Regions from separate parts of the Mus musculus genome. Here region 2 is linked to region 1. A link is a contact called in public HiChIP or PLAC-seq data. All regions are on one chromosome and are shown on one strand. Each heading gives the region's core, a stretch centred on a gene start, on an enhancer-like site or on the middle of the called end of the contact. The rest is flanking DNA. Distances are from core to core; before and after follow the strand shown. Region 1 holds the start of M5C1000I18Rik (RIKEN cDNA M5C1000I18 gene). Region 2 holds the start of 9530091C08Rik (RIKEN cDNA 9530091C08 gene).

Region 1 (6,473 bases), core at 2,781-5,280:
ACCCTAGCACACGCTTCCAGGGTGCTTTCTGCCTTAGAGAAGGCCCTTCAACAACGGCTCTTCAGCCGACTGACCTGCTGAATTGGGGAATCAGATGGTCAGAGACCCCCAAGATCACCTCTACGTGAATTTGGCTTTAGCTGGATGTTACTGTTCCCTGGCCCTGGTGGATCCATATGGATCAATACTTGTCCAATCACAAACAAATCTACTAGAGAAATGTGATTAAGAATGTTATTTATACAGACAGAAATTTCACTTTTCCTCATATTTAAGGATCTTGACACAATGGGTTATTTCCAACATAAGGATAGTAGAAAATACACAAAAGTAGACCCAGGTGTTTTAAGAACAAACATTGTTCCAAAGCGTGGTGGCACAGTCTATAATTCCAGCATTCAGGCAGCTAGCTGAGGCAGGAGGATCACACAAACCCAAGGCCAGCCTGGGCCTGTCTCAAAAGCAAGCAAGCAAACAAATGAAATTCTGGGTTTCAGATAAGTCACACACAATACCTTAGTTAGGAAGGAAATGATCAGAAATTAGCAAGAAAAGACTCAGCAGCTGTGGCCTAGTTCAGTCTGAATGACCCTACGAAAGGTCTCTTGTGTGCACCTCAGTTTCCCATCAGGCAAACAGAGACATCTGCCTCACTGGTTTATTATGAGAAATCAAATAATGTAGCTGGCTAGTGAGATAGGTGGTTGGAAGCACCTGACAGTCATAAGAACTGGATGGTAGATTACTATCAATGTAACACAATATAACTCATCAAATATTGACTGAGACCTTAGTATTTGCCGAAGATTGTATCCCTGGTGCTGGAATTGAAGGGTGGGGGGGACTGAGTAAGATGGTAGGTTAATGACCTAGACAAGGTAACTGGAATGAAGGCAATTTGGGGCTCTACCACAGGGATTTTATTGGATCATAAATACACTCATAGCGGTGCCTTTGTTCTTCTCATTTCCTCCTCCCATCCAGACTTTTACTATTCATTTATGTTTCTAAAACTCATGACACATAATGGTGTCTCAAGGAACTCTGTGACTTATGTACTAGGAAACTCTATTAGGCAAGAAAAAGCTGCCAATCAAAATTTCCAAAGTATCATGAGAAATATAACAGCGGTCTATAGACTGCTTGGCGGGAGGGAGACGAACTGCAGACAGGGAATTAGGTCATGGAAAGCTTAAAGAAACCACTGGAAAAACCAGACTCCAAAGGATGATTACTGATGCCTGGTCACCCAGAAGGGGGGAGTGGATGGTGGCTGACAACCTGGTGATTTTTTTTTTTTTTTTTTTTTTTTTTTTTACTATTCTAGGGAGCCAGCTTTTCTGATTCCCCTTAGTCCCGAGCTTTGTCTCAGCAAATAGAACCCTTCCTCCTGAAGGAGGTCCCATGTACTTTGCATCATCTACCAATAGATTCCATCCTTAAGCCGAGTATACATCCTTACTCCTTAGCCCCTAGCCAGGAGCACTGGTCAGCAGTCAACAGAACCCATTCCTATCGTAAAGGTCACAGGCGCTTTCCTACTTTGCTAGGGAGTTCCTATGTCACTATGCCTAAAGCTTTGTTCTAAATGTCACCCGGAAACCTTTCTCCAACATTTTACTGTATTTAAAACGTAAGATAAAAATCAACCCTGGGGTCAAACTCTTCCACTTTCAAAGGTGGTGCTGACTCAAGTTTCAGTCTTTTTCTTGCATGGATCTTTCCCCTGCCCCTCTTGAGGCTTGCAGGGTCCCAACAGTTCCTGTCAGGGCTGATGCATACAGAAAGTTAAAAGTCAGCTGTGTCTGGTGGCCTCTGCCGGTATTTCCAGCACTCAGGAAGGACTGCAAGTTCAAAGCCTGCCTGGGTTACACTGAATTCAAGGACAGCCTGGGCACCTTAGCAAGGACCTCTCTCAAAATAACTCAGTAGGTCTGGGGATGTGATTCAGTAGCAGTATTTGTTTGCTGTGTGTGAGTCCTGGGGGTCATTCATAATTTCCCACCCCCTTAGAAGACACAAAACAAAGAAGAGGCATTTCAGCCCCGGGAAGTAGCACATGGCAGACACAGAGCAGATCTCCATACTAAGAGGCTCTCTTTAGCCTTCGTGGAGCTTCCCCAAACCCTCATTTCATCTTTCTTTTATTATTATTATTGTTATTACTTTGGTTTTTTGAGACAGGGTTTCTCTGTATAGCCCTGGCTGTCCTGGAACTCACTTTGTAGACCAGGCTGGCCTTGAACTCAGAAATCCACCTGCCTCTGCCTCCCGAGTGCTGGGATTAAAGGCATGCGCCACCATGCCGGCCTCATTTCATCTTTATCTCAGAAAATAAGAGTGTCTTTGGATTAACTGTAAGGTCCCCCTGTCTATCCCCACCGACCTCCACTTCCCCATCACCCCAACCCCCTGCCTCTGGATAGGTTTGGCTAGGGCAGAAAGAAAAGGGTAATTTTGGAAAATCAAGTATTTTTAGGGATCTGCCCAAAATCTCCCCCCAAGTCATTCATAGGATTTTGCACTTTATTTATTTACCCAAATCACCAGTACTTAGGGCATCAGGTAGCCCAGACCATGGTGATATCAAGGACAGTCCAGCAGAGGGAGACAGAGGCTAACTAAGCTGCTGACCCGGGACTTAGTCAGTATCTACGATTTTTGAATTAAAGTGAATGCAACCACTTTACTCCAACCTTTTAGTCCAGTGTCGAATCCAAGCAGTCTGGATATGTTAAACGTAGGCGGACTAATGCGTTTTCAATTTCGCAAAACGTTCTGCACATAACCCCATCCTAAACGGACATGCCAAGTTTAGTCTGTGCTTGGAAACAGGTATGCATCCTGAAAAATAGAACCCAGGGGAGCTTATGAGTCAGGTGCCCAGTGGAAGGATCGGATTTACTTAGTTGCTAAATTCAACTTCACGTTTCTTCCTCCTTCCTCACCTTCTCTGAGAGGCCACAAACACTTTGAACTACCAAATTCTCTTTCGCATGGTGACAGGATGCCCTTTACTCATCTGTAAATGGCGCTCCAGCAAAGGGACAGCCAATGTAAGTCCCAGAGCCAGCTCCTGCGACACCTATACAGCTAGCAGCTGGAGATTTAGTGGGAAGGGACGGCTGAAAGGCGGGTTCGGTCTGTTACCTCTTCGGATTGGCCTCTTGGAGCCTGGGCGTGACTTCCACTAAGGTATAAGTTTGGAGCGCCACTGTCACAGCTGCAGTGCTGAAGGTGGAGCCCTAGCTGTGAACTACACGTCACCTGCTTCGTTCCTGCGACTAGTCGGACCCAGCGAGACTGAAGAAGAAAAGGTCTGATTTCTATATATTCATGTATATAGTTTGTTACCATGAGGATGCTCCAAAGGTTGATTCGTGCTGACCCGGAGCCCTAGATTTGTGGGTACTTCCAGAGGGTCAAAGAAGGGATCCACTGGACTTCAGGAGCCCAAATTCAACAGTTTTTCTCTGTGTTGCAGACGCTCGTGTATCCGCCACGCTCGGGCATAAGCTAGAAGGATGAAGCTTCTCGGTCGACTTCGCTCCTCCACTCCTGAGCCTGCCTTCTCCAACGTGCTCACCCCGGGCCGCATCCCAGAGTTCTGCATCCCCCCGCGGCTGCAGGTCCCCGGCGCTCTCGAATCACCGCTTCCCGCTGCCGCACTGCCTTGGCGCTGCGCGGCCGAACCGGACCTGTGGCCGCGCATCCCTGACGACCGCGAAGACAGTGACGAAGACTGCGCGGGTCGCACCGACTGGGACCCGCGCTCCCAGGCTGCGCTCTCGCTGCCGCACCTGCCCCGCGCGCGCACCGTTTACGGCTTCTGCGCGCTGCTCGAGAGCCCGCACACGCGCCGGAAGGAGTCGCTCTTCCTCGGCCACCCCGGCACCCCCAGGCTGGGACTTTGCCACCGTGCGCACACCTACGCGAGTCCGCGCCGAGCATCGGACTCTGAGCTCGGCGCCCCGCGCGACCTGGACAAAACCCCACCAGCCGCTCCAGTGCCCCGTATGCGCCGCCTCCTCCGCGCCCCCGATGGTCTGTTGAGCCGCGCGCTGCGGGCTCCCCGCGGCCGGGCCAGCGCGCGCCCCGCGCCCCGCGGCGACGAGCACGAGCGCGCCGCTTCCTGCGCGCCCCCGGTCCCCAGCAGCCCGGATCCCGAGCGCCTGCAAGCTGAAGCCAGCGTGGCTCTGGGCCGCGGGGGTTGCACGCTGCGCCTGGCGGCCGAGTACTGTCCGCGCAGCGCCTGCCTCCGCCTCCGCCTGCTGCGCGCTGAGGGCCCGGCCGCCGCGCTGGAGCCCCGCGCCCTGGGCTGCCGCCTCAGCCTGGTGCTGAGGCCGTCGGGCCAGCAGCGCGCCAGTGTGGTCCGCCGCAGCCGCAAGGCCGCCCTGGACCAGGACTGCTGCTTCGATCGGCTCCCGGAGGAGCAGCTGCGCCGCCTGGCCGTGCGCATCAAGGCGGAGAGCAAGGGCCGCGGGCTGGAGCGCGGACGACCGCTGGGCCAGGGCGAGCTGCTGCTGGGCTCTCTGCTACTGCTATGAGCGCGGCTTCCCTGGTGCTCTGGACATTTAAGGTTGAGTCGCCTTGAGATGCACAGAGACTCTTGGCCCTCAGATACTCAAGGCCTCTTGACAGTGGCTTATCCCCGGGACACACACAACAGCCTTTTGGCTCTGGTGCACTTTCCCTTTTGTACAAAATAAAAGTTATTTATTTTTCTATCTATAATCTTGCAGCATTGATGTTTTTTCACTTTTCTGATCGCTTTTTGGAAGCAAAAGGAAAAGTAATGCCCCCCCCCCCGTCTATTTACAGTATCTGCTCCTTTTCCAGACCATTTTAATAGTAAAAAGGGAAAACCAACAACGTAAAGAACGTATTTACCCCAGAGTGGAAGAATAAGAACAGAAGCACACTCACATGCTTGCTTTTCCCCACTGGAAGGAAGGTTCATTCACTGGTGAAGTGCTTGCCATGCAGGCGAGATGTACTGAATCCTGTCCTGGTAAACCTATCTTTAAAAAGCTGAGGCCGGTGATACACAATTGTAAGCGCAAGGCTGGAGAGGGATAGACAAGCAGCTACATCCTTGGTGTTTGATAACTCTCCAGTCTAGCCTTATTGGTGACCAATGGGAGACCCTGTCCCAAAGAATAAGGTGGATGACAATTGAACAACATCAGAGGTTGTAACTTGACCTCTGAGGGCAATTGTGCACACACGATATTGTGATAATGTTTTCAACATCATTCCAGACAGATCTATTACAATGTTTTTACAGAGTTAGGTGGTGTAATTTCCACTCTCCCTTCAATGCACATATAATGCACATAGAACTCTCTTCTAGTACAATGGCGTTGGTGAAGAGAATCCCCTCTGAGAAGAAATAGAACCCTTTTGAAAGAGAATTCTTCATATATTGTGCGAGCAGAGGTAAAGGAAGAAAATAGGAGTTCAAGGTGATGGTGGGGGTGGGCATTCCTTTTGTTTCTTCCTGGGGGGGATCTTTGTGGCCTCTGTAAACAAGCTGGTTTTGTGGCCTTGTTCCCATTCAGCTGTGTTTCAGTTACACAGTGATTAGTTTTTTCAGTAGGATTTCCTAGATGAGTTAAAATCAGTTGTCTATTTCTTGAGCTGTGGGTTCTAAGAGGTTCTAAGAAGTTTTTATTTTCTTGTTCACTTTTTTTTTAATGTGCATTGGTGTTTTGTCAGCATGTATATCTGTGCCAGAGTGTCAGATCCTGGAGTTACAGACAGCTGTGAGCTGCCGCATGGGTGCTGGGAATTGAACACAGGTCTTCAGGAAGAGCAGTCTGTTCTCTTAACTACTGAGTCATCTCTCTAGCTCCCAAGAATTTTTGAAATAGGTCTATTTTTATTATTTTTTAAAAATTATGTATAGATGTATGCATGTGCACTAGAGGGCAGATACCAGTAAGGCCAGAAGTACCAGATGCCCTGGAGCTGGGGATACAGGAAGTTGTGAGCCATCTGACTTGAGTTCTAGGATCTGAACTTAGGTCCTGGATCACAGCAGCCAGTGTTCTTAACACCTGGGCTGTCTCCCCAGCCCAGAAAGAGCTTATTAAAATCCTGAGTACGATCACAAATCCTGCATTTTTAAATATAATTTTCAGTGGACAAATTAGTGCTTAAAAATCATATAACTGAAAACCGAGAACTCATTCCAGATATATTTCCACAGAGCCATGTAGCTAGCACACAAAGCTGACCTTAGACAGGAACCAAGGTGTCCTGGCTGCTCCAGATGACTGGCCTACCCTGTGCTGTCTCACAAGTCATTTGAGCCTCTTCTTTGCAATAAGTGTCATACTAAGAACAGAGGGCACAGCTATGAACAATATACACAAGTGGATAGCTAAATAAATAAAACTTAGGAAGAAAAAAAAAGAAAGAACAACAAAAAAACCCCAAGTTTTATTACAGTAACTACCAAAACAAAGCAA
Region 2 (6,936 bases), core at 3,176-5,675, 1.0 Mb after region 1:
AAGAAAGGAAAGAAAGGAAGAAAGAAAGAAGGAAAGAAAGAAAGAAGGAAGGAAAGAAAGAGAGAGAAGAAAAGAAAAAGTAGAACAAAATCCTTTTGGTTCCCTCCATGAAAAACCACCTCCTCCCCCTCCTTTCTCCCGCAGGGGTAAATGAGGACAGATTGTCTGGGGGAAGGGGAGATACTGAGGGTGTTCATAGCCTAAAGGCTACAAAATCAGCTTGAGGAATGGCGTGGCATAAAGAAAGAGTTCTGTTATAGTCTTTGAATTCAGATGGAAGGCTAGCCAATCTCCAGGGAAGTGGGTCTTCTTATCATATGGGGAAACTGAGGCCCAGAGCCGGGCTTACCTCTGCTTAGAGTTCATTTCAAGGCTCCTTGGCAGCACAGGATGGGTTAGAATGGGAGTTCTATTGTGCCCAGTCCAGATGTGAAGAGGAAAGGAATTACAGAAAGGTTATGAGAAAAATAAAACAAAACAACAACAACACACACACAAAAATAGTCGAATCCAGGCAAAGACCTGGCTTTTAGAGAATTGCTCATAGCAGAAACAATGTGCATATTCTTCTCTGGAATGTGTCTGCTGCAGAGCCAGCCTCTGGTTCACCGTTTGGACCTTGGGTCTGCCTGAGTTTCCTCCGGAAAGGTCAAGACTATGAGGCTAACACCACACTCCTTTCTGAGGTGGAGGCTGGCAGAGAAGGTGCTGGAATTGGCATGAATCACAGGTCTGCCTCCTCTGATATCTCCCAGGATATCCATTTTGTTCCTGCCTGGAGGGAGACTGCAGTCAGGGTCCAAATATATAGGAAACAAAACCCAGCAGCATGAATTATTACACGCTGTACCCACCTGAATACAAAAATAGTATTTCTCCCCCCATGTTGCATTATCTCTGGGCCCTGATAGGGAACAGCTTCCAGGAAAAGGAGCAGATACCTGAATGGAGGCCCAGCCGTGCGACTGCATAATAGGATGAGAGGTGCCCGGGGGTGGGGTGGGGGCGCTGGCCCAGGGGAGTAGCCCAGCAAGTCTGCTTTGTAAGAAAGCATGGGGTATGCAGATGAAGGGAAACCTTTCCTCTGGCTGCAGGTGGCCGTCTGCCTGGAATCACCGGAGGCTGAAGCCTGATAAGAATTTTGTTTAGTAGAACAAGCTGAGACTTAGAAGATATGGGCATAGCCCAAAGTGGAAAGTTCCTGACTTTACAGCAGCTTGTCACCTGGAGGGACTGAGTTTCACTGGTGGGAACACGGGCCGGGAGGACATTACAGAGACTAGAGCATCCTGGAGAATCTGACTTATCACAGGCTTATCTAACGGACCTGTAAGGTCAACATCACCCATAGGGATAAGGATACTAAATCACAGAACCCCAACCCTGCGCCAGACCAGTTCTGTTCTGAATCTCTGAAGGGATGCGGGGACCCAGGCATCTCTTCTTTTACCAACATCCTACCTACTGACCTGCAGCCAATTGACTAAAACATTTATTTAGCTTTACCTAAGAGCATTTGAAGATGAATGGTTCGGGGGCCACAGGAGACTCTTTAGGGGATCTTCATGGGATCCCTGACAGGTTTAGTGCTAGCTGGTAACTTTAATCCCAGAACTCAGGAGCCAGAGGCTGCCAGATCTCTGTGAGTTCAAGATCAGCCTGGTCACCATAATGAGTTCTAGGCTAGCCAGGGTTAAATAGTGAGGCCCATCACACTGAGCTTGGGGGGTGGGGGGTAAGGAGGAAGGGAGAAAAGGGCAAGCTGTCCACACTTTTGTTTATTTCTAGTGGTCACGTCTCAGGCTTTAGTTGTGCCTTTGTGACGTGTGTTTCTGTTTTGCCACCCTCCAACAGGGACACTTAACTCAGCCCTTGGTTTTGGCCTGTTAAAAGGAATCCTTCCTGCCCACATACCCCACCCCCATCGCTGGTGACTTAGTCCAGGGCAGAGTAAAGACAGAAACCCCCTAGAAAGAAGTTCTGCCACCAGTCAATTAAAACCCCAGCCTCCTGACCTCCAATCATAAGTTTCTGGCCCTGGGAAATCGCTCTGTAATGGGCTTTAGGCGATAAAGCAACAAGGTTGGAATTGAGGTTACATTAAAGCCTAATTTTCTTATGAGGAAAAATGTGCAAATGAATGTGAAAGTGGCCTACCTTTGTAATATAGCTTCTTGCCAGGGTCCACACACCCTCAGCCCTTTGTCTCAATTTTCTCATTACAAGTCTGCCTGGAGCTCTGGGAATATATTTCATTCAATAACCATGCCGGTCATGTCTGGGGCGTGGGCAGAGAGGAGTGGCCAAGTTTGGGGACTGGAGCCGTCATAGACGTCTTTGCCTTCTAACCACATACCTGGTATGGGGGATGATTTTCTGGGTACTGGAAGATTCCAATCACCCAGTCCACCATCTGTCCTAGGAAGTTGGAGAAGACCTTCCATCCTCATAGTCTGCTTTCACAGACAAAGGAGATACTTTTGATGTGCTGTTTGTTTGTTTGTTTGTTTCTGTTTTGTTTAAGATAGAGTTTCGAGTATCCCAGGCTAACCTCCACATCCCTATGTAGTGGAGGATGGCCCAGGAAATTTTGATCCCCCTGTTTCTACCTCCGAAGCACCAGGACTGCAGGAATGTGACCTTCACAGTCGGTTTATGCAATGCTAGGAATCAAACTCGGGACTTCGTAGATGCTGGCAAAGTGTTCTAATTGAGCCGCATTCCTAGCGTCTTCAGAGGGTAGCTCTAAGAGTATGACTGGGAAAGGGCTTTCGATAGACTAGACCCTTGTGTCAAATGGAGCAAAGACTTTGCCTGCGCTGCCACAAAGCCAGTGGGGCTTCATATAAGTCAGCTCTCTGGCTGAATCCCAGTTCCCTCGAATTTAAAAGTCTGGAATAGACACTTCCCAGCACATCCTAGCTCTGTGGTCCTCTGTCTGGAATAATGGCCACCGTGGCATCTGTCCACATTGCCCTTCCCTTAGAAGCTGTACCTAGTTCCTGCTCTTCCCCACAGTGGAACCGAGCCCCTCCCCCATTGCCCATTGTAGGACCATCAGCACAGAGCAGGGAAATGAAGAATAAGAGGGAGCAATATCACACTAACTTTCCAGCCACAGCAGCAGAGGCTGGCTGGAGAGAGACCGGAGTTCTCCGAGGGCACAGAACTGCTGAGCCGCCAGCCGGAAACCCTGGTTACTCTCTTGCAAACAGCAAGAGAGGTGATCCAGAAATACCAAGCAAATATTTTTCCTCTTACATGTGGTTCTTATTTCCCTGGTGTTTCTAGGCAGTATTAGCTGTATGCTGAAGCGACCCATCTTATATTGCTCAGGATCTCATATACACAGGCATGATGGTATTATGATATTATCACTTTTAATGCTACCATAATTTTATAGCCTGTGGTATGTATATAGGGGTCCTTATTATAACATCTACTTGGGCCTTTTTATCAGGCGTCATCCTTTCTCTGTTGTCAGCTACATTGCTGAGGGCTTTGAGGGCTTCCTTTAATGCCGTCACTCTATGGTCTCAGGTTCTGAATTGTCATTTTCTGCTTTTGTACGGTTTCCTTTCGCTCCTATGAGCTTCGTTACCTGCTCGTGAAGAATGTGGCTCCTTGGAAGTCAGGACAGCGGGCAGCCCCAGCCCTGCCCAGGGTCTTGTTAGGAGTGTATCTCCTCTCATCCTCAGCATGACAGATTTGAGGTTCTGGTGCACATGGAAGCCGAAACGAATTGCTGAGATGAGACCCCAAAGACAAAGAGACGTGTGAGTGGCTAAGTGTTTCAAGGGGCAATTTAATCATTGCTGACTTCGGACTTTCTGGGTTGCAGAAATTGTCCCTGTAGCAGCAGAGGCTCTGTCTTTTAGACATTGTTAGAGCCTGAATCACAGTGGGGGAGTGGGCTTCCAAAGTTATGGGATGGTATTTTTGTAATTTCCCTTCAGAAAGGATGCTGTCTGAATCTCTCTCAGGAGCTAAGCACATCCCTGCACTGCATACAGCCCTCAGCTCTGCCTCCTGCTAGCACTCTACCCTGGGGCAAGAGAGGGACCTCTCTAAACCCAAGTTCCCTCTTCTAGAATAGCGTGGCTGTGACTTAGTTTATTTTACTTCATAACCTGAGGGATTAGAGACAATGATATTTTTTAAGAGCACTAACAAACCCTTCATTATATCTTAGTTATTTTTATTCAATCGCTTTACTAGATCATAAAATATAATGCTTTAGGGCCTAGGGAGTTGGCTCGGTTGAAACAACGCTTGCCTCATGAGCATGAAGACATGAGTTTGAAGCCCTCCCCAGAACCCACAGTTAAGTCAGATGTGGTGGTGTGCACCAGGGAAGTGGAAACATATGGATCCTGGAGCTCACGGATCAGACAGGCCGGCTCAACTGGGGGATCCCTGGTAAAATCAAGAGACTTTGTTTCTTCACAAACAAACAAACAAATGAATGAACAACAACAAAACAAAGTAGAAAATGACTGAGGATGGCAAGGTTGACCTTTGGCTTCCATACACAAGTGTATGTGCATATGTGAATGTGCAGTTGCATGCATAAGACACACACACACACACACACACACACACACACACAAACAAATACACACATGACGACGTATAACCTTTAAATGGGCAGATTTAAAACAAAACAAATGACAATCAAAACAATCTTTTCCTGCAACAATGACCTTCTCCACTGAGTACCTGTCAAAGTCTGACTTGATTGGTGGAAGATGGAGCCCACATTTAGCTTTGATTCAAGATGGTAGTACAGGGCTGGAAAGGTAGCTCCGTGGCTAAGATTGAGCATGGGGGCTCACAGCCATCTGTAACTCCAGTCCCAGGTGATCTGATGCCCTCTTCTGGCCTCTGCAGTTACTGCATGTCCACAGCACATATGCATACATGTAGGCAAACACTAATATACATATAATAAAAATAAATACATTTTTTTAAGAAGACAGTAAGCTACTTAAATCTTAAGACTGTAGCTTAAGGATTTTGACATAGGATAACATCAGCATAACCCCATGCCTAACCACTTCCAAATCAAAATAGGTACACTTGGCCTCAGGAGGTTTTCCTCCCAGTGATTCTGATGGGCTTTGTTGTGTGCACATGGCTGTCCACACTGACTTTTCTCTTCTCCCGATTCATCGTGCTTCCTCTCATACTTTACCCATCACCTCGGCTTCACAGAACTCCTGTCCCTCACCATCAGGCACCCCTTTCATTTGTACCCCTCTTTCTGTTGACTTTGCCCCTTCTCTTGAGCTGTCCAGTGAGTGGATGTTGGTCTCCTCCACAGAGCTATAGCTTCTTGCTTCACACATTGGCTGTCACTGTATCTTTATATCCTCAGAGCCAGCACACCAGGCATGTGAGTCACCAACTTCAGTTCTGGCACTCTGGCTTCCTGCTGCCATCGATGTCACCCGTGAGAATGAACTGTGATGGATACAGGAAGAGACAGAATTAGTTTGATTTTTTTTTTTCAGTTCTAGGGGAGTGAACCCAGGACCTCATACCTGCTAGGCTGCCATCCCAGTCATCCTTTAATTTTCACTGGCTTTGAACCCATTTGTCTTAGTCAGGGTTTCTATTTCTGCGCAAACATCATGACTAAGAAGCAAGTTGGGGAGGAAAGGGTTTATTCGGCTTACACTTCCATACTGCTGTTCATCACCAAAGGAAGTCAGGACTGGAACTCAAGCAGGTCAGGAAGCAGGAGCTGATGCAGAGGCCATGGAGGGATGTTACTTACTGGCTTGCTTGCTTCCCCTGGCTTGATCAGCTTGCTTTCTTATAGAACCCAAGACTACCAGCCCAGAGATGGTACCACCCACAAGGGATGCTCACCCCTTGGTCACTAATTAAGAAAATGCCCCACAGCTGGATCTCATGGAGGCACTTCCCCAGCTGAAGCTCCTTTCTCTAACTCCAGCTGTGTCAAATTGACACACAAAAGCAGCCAGTATACCATTCCTTAGCCCACATACACATACACACTTACAAACATGCACATGCATCCATGCATGCATATGCATCCACCCACATATACAAGCACATACGAATGCGCTGTGACACATCCTGATCAACCGTTACCTGTAGAATACTTTTGAGAAGCCATCCTGTCCTTGGGCGAGTCATCCCTGCCTCTGTTTCTTTGTTTATGTAGATCACTCCACAAAACTCTTCTGAATTATCTGAATCAAATGTAGGACTTATGCCAACACCTTGTCTTTAAATCATCCTCCAAGATCCCAAACCCTCATGTATTAGTCTTTTTTTTTTCTTTTCTTTTCCTCTTGCACCTTAACTTCATGTTATTGGTAAGCTGGTGAAGTATTGGTAAGCTGGTGAAGTATTGGTAAGCTGGTGAAGTATTGCCCTCATTTCACAGGAAGGAAGAGGTGAGGTGAGCCTTAAGACCTGACCTCTCCGCCTTAGGCATTTCCAAATGCATTTAGAGCCAGGTAGTCATGCCTTTAACCCCATCACTCAGGAGACAGAGGCCGGAAAATCACTGAGTTCGAGGCTAACCTGTTCTAGAGAGAAAGAGTTTCAGGACAGTGAGACTTATACAGAGAAACCCTGTCTCAGAAAACTAAAACCAACAAAAACGTACTTTGAAAATTTTTAATGCAATCTGACTTCTTTCTGACTTGATTTTATATGTGAAAAAAAAAAAAGGAAAAGAAAAACAGAGCAAACCATTCCTTCTGCCTTCTTCTGCAAAGGTAGTGCCACTTCAGAGGTGATGGAAGGGGTGGCTTCTCTCCACCTTTACCCCTGGCATTCCAGCTGTTCGTTCCTAATGACATCTCTCTAGGCTCTCCCTCTACAAAGCCTTCCCTGAGCCCACCACTGCTCACCCCACCCCATCCCCCACCTCTGTGCCTAGATTCCGGCATCTGTGCA

The links. HiChIP or PLAC-seq counts read pairs in DNA pulled down with a chosen protein or histone mark.
Region 2: a contact with region 1 is called in an H3K27ac HiChIP or PLAC-seq map of embryonic stem cells, with 6 times the contacts expected there. The contact joins the promoter of 9530091C08Rik here to the promoter of M5C1000I18Rik in region 1. A contact is called at or near these places in 2 of 39 promoter capture datasets (the 3T3-L1 cell line and cranial neural crest), 2 of 115 datasets of contacts at active chromatin or transcription factors (both in embryonic stem cells) and 1 of 9 other capture datasets (embryonic stem cells).

The regions. Positions count from the first base shown.
Region 1 is chr9:67,756,200-67,762,672 of GRCm38.p6, forward strand. It overlaps M5C1000I18Rik (RIKEN cDNA M5C1000I18 gene), which reads right to left and starts at 4,031. Exons shown (of 2, transcript NR_153961.1): 1 at 2,949-4,031; 2 at 2,514-2,844. C2cd4b (C2 calcium-dependent domain containing 4B) reads left to right here and starts at 3,238. Exons shown (of 2, transcript NM_001081314.2): 1 at 3,238-3,317; 2 at 3,485-4,734. The coding sequence starts at 3,525. The coding sequence ends at 4,547.
Region 2 is chr9:68,760,921-68,767,856 of GRCm38.p6, forward strand. 9530091C08Rik (RIKEN cDNA 9530091C08 gene) reads left to right here and starts at 4,426. Exons shown (of 1, transcript NR_033299.1): 1 at 4,426-6,936. All of the region lies in intron 1 of Rora (RAR-related orphan receptor alpha), which reads left to right.